Linked DNA regions of Gossypium hirsutum: region 1 is linked to region 2. The links are chromatin contacts, called in public Hi-C maps. All regions are on one chromosome and are shown on one strand. The core of a region is the stretch at or near the end of the contact, and the rest is flanking DNA. Distances in the headings are between cores, read along the strand shown.

What was found. A called contact is a pair of places that touch in the nucleus more often than the background predicts.
Region 1: a Hi-C map of leaf shows a contact between it and region 2, with 2.0 times the contacts expected there. The contact joins the promoter of LOC107954325 here to the promoter of LOC107954326 in region 2. A contact is called at or near these places in 5 of 34 Hi-C or Micro-C datasets (hypocotyl and leaf).

Annotation. Positions count from the first base shown.
Region 1 is chrD07:18,736,979-18,739,678 of Gossypium_hirsutum_v2.1, forward strand. It overlaps LOC107954325 (bifunctional protein FolD 1, mitochondrial), which reads left to right and starts at 1,328. Exons shown (of 5, transcript XM_041097649.1): 1 at 1,328-1,751; 2 at 2,665-2,700. The coding sequence starts at 1,536.
Region 2 is chrD07:18,565,052-18,567,751 of Gossypium_hirsutum_v2.1, forward strand. It overlaps LOC107954326 (protein LATERAL ROOT PRIMORDIUM 1), which reads right to left and starts at 1,366. Exons shown (of 5, transcript XR_005916221.1): 1 at 1-1,366.

The DNA.
Region 1 (2,700 bases), core at 78-2,577, 170 kb after region 2:
CCAGCTTGGACCACTACCCCGGAAATCGAAGCCATCAAACTTAATACACTCAAGTTTATAAGAACATAGAGTCCTCTCATTATTGCTCGAGCGTGAGGGAATACTCATACATCCCAAATCCATCACAGGAGAAACAATCAATGTTTCTTTGGGAAGAAAACCAGGTGGAGGGCCACCTAAAATGCTCTTCCATTTATCCTCTTGAGCCCCAACAATAGGAATAGAAGGCAGATTACCCAAATATTGTTCAAACAAGTTTTGCAACTCATATTTTATCTCACCATGGGAGTCATCTCTAAGCTCCGTTAGACGAGTGTTGAGCTTGGCGTCCCACTGAAATAACTCGATCTGAAGTTGGGTAACTTCCTATTGTAGATGACCAACCTCTTTCTGAAGATGTATTGTAACTCTATCACTAGCCATGGAGGATCAGTAGACTCTAATACCCTTGATATGGTAAATTTAGAAGAGAGAATGAAATCAAGAAGAAAGAAGAAGAAGAAGAAAATTTTCATTCACGAATTGCATAACCGTTTCCATTTTTTCTCCTCTGCTTAAAATGGAACAGTTACAAGTTGGTTATGAAATTTGTTATTCTACAACTATAATCACCTTAAACATTAAAAAAAATATACCCAAAATGCATTGTTTTATTTACTATCTTTTTCCAAAACGCAACGCCCCAACGACTTGAACAGAATGATTCCTCCCATAACAAAATAAACAACGACGATGAAGAAGGCTGGAAGAGTTGCCAATTTGGATTGAGTAGGTTTACCTATTTTTGATCTATTCTTCAGCATCTTCTTAGTTTATTATATACATTTTTAAATTGTTTGGATAATTCTTGTTTAATTTTATTATTCAGTTGTTGAATTTAGTTGAGTAGAAGCACTCAAGTCGCAAATGAAGGAAAATAAATCATAGGAAATAGATAGTTTGAGATTTTCTTTCGGGGATGTATATATTATGTAGAAATGAGGGAGCTTTCGTAATAATCAATTATTTTGAATTAGATTGGTCTTATCGGTCGAATTGGTTAGATCGAGAATAGATTAAAATATCAATCTAAAAAATTATTTTGAATCGGATGGACCGAGAATTAATATGAATAGATTAAACTAGTTGAAAGCAATTAAACCAAATTCTTATTTTTTATATTTAAATTTTTAATAATTTTTAATTTAATTTGTTACACTAATCGATGATCTGACGGGTTTAAACATGGTACGGTTCTAAAAAACTTGGTAATAACCCGTTACTTTTATTGTGAAGGAACTGTGATTTTGAAAATTATAACTGCCAATAGAAAAGGATATTTTGGTTGGAATTTTGGCAAAAGGAGTTGATTTGACAGGTGGCGTTATTGTATTGGGCTGGCGTAGTATCGTGTGTAGGAGGCTGTTACCGACTGAGGATTTGTAAACGCATCAAATTTCAGGTGCGAGAGGGAGTCGATTGTGTCATTGGTGAGTCGGTGCCGAATGGAGGCAATTGAAGCAAGAACCATATGGTTGTAGGATTGGGCAGGTGGTATGTACAGGAAGATTTTGATGAGGATGAGGATGAGGATGATGAATGCAACTCGGAAGGTGGTAGTAGGATGGGCGAAAGAATATAAAAGATATTTATCCACCACCACCACGAACCAAATATTACTGTCTCCACCTCTTGTCTCTGTCGACCTTCCAGAAATTTGGGGTTCCACTTCCACCCTCTATCATCACCATCCCTCCCAAAGTCCTGTATCTGTAAGTGTTTGTTTTACTCTCTCTTTTTAATAAGATTTTTAATTCTTATTATGCACTTTAGTTTGTTCTTTTATTTTGATAATTGGATGGTGCCAAGCCATATCTAACTACTTACTCTAGTTTGTTTCCACTGACTTTACCTCTTTTCATGGATGCCATGACATTAGTTGCTCTTTTGCTTAAATACACGTATTTTTGCACTTATCTTTTAAGGTTAATTACAACTTAGACGGCCGTGTGAAAGTTCTAGCAAAAATGATTATTCCAACTTTGTGCTGCATTATTTATAGAGGAATGCTCCTTCCCTATTTGCCTTTTGTGTAAGTGATGCTAGACTGCTTGGTGGAGAGCTAGGGTTTGTGATATTTTCCAATATAAATTGTTCTAATTCTTGATAAAAATATGAAGTGATGAGAATGCCTAAGATTCACACTTGGGATAGAAAGAAAGAAAACCTAAGCATCGGACGAGACTTCCTTAGGAGTCCCACCTTATGTCTATTGCATCATACAATCACAATAGCACTAATGCTGAAAATTTCTCATCATAACTTGCTATGTTACTTGGAGTTGGATATGTATATAGCTTGGTTATGGTTAGATTTTTCTCTGTTTTTCCATATATTTGGAGGATCCTTTGGAGGCCATATCCCCATATCCATGTGTTAGACATGGGTACTTCAAGAAGAATGAAGAGTCCAAGCAACATAGGTAACTTGTATGAGGAAAACCAAACTAAGATACTAAACCCTCATATAAATGTAAAATTCCAAACATAACTTGACATGTATATATTATTGAACTTAAATACAACAAAGTAACAGAATAAAGTCTCAAGTAAGTTAATGCCTCAATTGGCTTGTATGCGTTCTTCACATGCTTGATTAGTAATATTCACCATTGTACATGTGCAGCACGCAAAAATAATTAATGGAAAGTCTATTGCTGAG
Region 2 (2,700 bases), core at 116-2,615:
GGTTTGGTTCTGCCATAACTGCATCCCACTGAGTTTGTTACGACCACTGTTATTCACTAAATCAGAATCTTCCATATTTTGAGGAGCTAAGCATGGAGATGCTGTAAGGAGTGGGAAAACACCAACGCCAACACCAAGTGCCGTGGCAGCATTTTGACCGCTGATTTGATCATTTCCGATGATGGGATCTTGAGCATGGTGGTGATGGTGATGGTGATGATGGTTAAAAGACGCAGGAGCAACAACAACGAAATCGCGGAGACCAACCATCCCCATTTCAGAGGGAAGCCCGTAGTTGAGTGGACGAGCTGAGGGTGGCCATTGAGCGCTGGTGGATCCAGGTGGAGCAGCCACCGCGGCAGCCGCGTTTGCGTTGAAGCCAAGGGACAGGTCATCGGGGCCAGCTCGGATTGCTGCGGACGATGACGTCGCCCAATCTGCAAAGGCTCCTGAGTCTGAAGGTAGCTGCCTTCTTGTGGTAGCCACAATGACAACGATAATAACGAAATTATATAGATAAAGACGTCTCCTTCAATTGCTGAAAACTCAATCTTTACAAACATAAAACATACACATAATCAAGAGTAAAAGTCAAGTTTCAATATGAAAAAGGAAAACAAGGGAAAAACCAAAAAAGAAAAGATGGAGAGAAGTGGAGAAAGAAGATATCTCTCTATTTAGGTGTTATATGAGTTAGAGAGAAGGGGGAAAGGGTGGGGTCGAATCTCTGAAATTGTAACAGAAGAAGATAAAAAGAAAGAGAAAGAGAAAGAGATCTTCTTTGTTGGGTGGCTTTCCAATTAGTGAACAGCACAGCAAGCAGAATTGTTTATTTCTTCTTTGTTTTTTGGCTCTCCTTTGCCTTCTGCCATTAATCTGCTAGCTATACTGAGAGAGATTGCGAGTTTTCTGTTAGCTTAGCTGCGGCTACTGCTACTGTCACTTTGACTCAGTTCCCTTCTGGGTTAACTAAAACATATAATAGGAAGGAGGAAAAAGAATTGAAAGGAAATCAAATGAAATCCCCAAGCCAAGCTGAAACTACTGGTCTTCTGAAACTACTGCAGTCTTGTAGTAATATAAGATAACAAAAAAACAGATATGTATTAGGATGAAGTAACGAAACGAGCCTTTTCTTCTGTTGTCTTTCTATATTTCTTATATATATGTATGTTTCTTCTTCAGTCGTTGTTTGTTGCCGACCTTTCTCTTCCAGTCCACATCTTTTCCTTCATCAGCTACATGTTCTTTGTTTATTTTTAATTTGGTTTGTTCCTTTTATTTACTAGAAAGCAATACTGAGGTGGGTTCCTCTCTACCTCTCACTCCCTTTTGCTTTGCTTTCTCTCTCCCTCTCTCTCCAATAATCACACGCTAACTATAGAATGAATGATGAGAAAAGAGGGTATAAAGACTTTTGTTCTTTAGTTGTTGTAATTTTATGCGCCCTCTTTAAACTCACCTCACTATCCACCTTTCCATGGAATGCTGGGTTTCATAAATTCGACCCGGATTACACTAAATGCTTAAGTTAGAACATAATTTTTCAAGGGTGTCTCATTTTTTAAAATAAGATGTCTAACAATTGAAAAGAAAATTAAAGAATAAAAACATACATGCTTTACAATAGTCAAGAAACTCTTATTTAAGCAGTTTTAAAAAGTTTAGTCTTGGTTTAACTTTTATTTAAGCATTTTTGTAGATGATCATTTTAAAATATTTGGATCATATGTGAATAATCCCAACCTAAATTTAAATAAAAATTATTTTATAGTTTAATTTGATTTCATTAATAAATTTTTATCTATATTTTAAATGATAATACAAGATTTGAAAAGTGACACTGGCCTTGTTTTGTCCTAGTGCAAACACAAGTTCAAATTCTAGCGACCACACATTTGACTTAATAAGAGTAGTTTCAGGTTCAAGTCAAGGTATAAAAAATGAATCTATCTAATTTATAAACTCTAAATTTGAATATCATACTAATAATTAGATAAATTAGTTCTTTTTTGTTAAATGAATGAGCAAAATAATCTCTCCATTAAATTTTTATTTCAAATGTTTATTTTTGTTGTTTTATATATAAAACATAATAGCAAATTGAACCTTCAATATTTATAAATTTATTCAATTTGACACTTACCTCAAATTCATTACTAATGTGACACTATTTTGTACTATTTGCCACCTCAAAAAATAAATTTAAAGTAAAAAATAAAATTTCAAAAATAATAAATAAAAGCTATAATTCTAAAAAATGAAAAAGCTCCTTAAAATAAAAAAACATAAAAATATTTTTTAAATTTATAATAAAAATGAAAATAATTTTAAAAATTAAAAAAAATCCAAGATTTATGAAAAAGTTTCTTCAAAGGTATTTTAATTCGATCTTCAATAAAACATTTCGAAATTTAAAATTAATTGAATAGTCCTTAATAGATTTAAGGACGATTTAGCTCGTCTCCAACAGTTATTCTTTAAAATTTTATCTGGGACGAATATGAAAAATGGACAAATTTCGTCCCTAAAACATTATGGACGAATATCCCCAAATTCATAAAAACATATCAAAATAATTAGGGACAAATATCAACCTTAATTCTTTGGAGATGGATATCATCCCAAAAAATTAATTAAAAGAATACAAAAAAAAAGTTTAAGGAGGTTATTTCTCTAAAAAAAAAAATTCTTTATAAC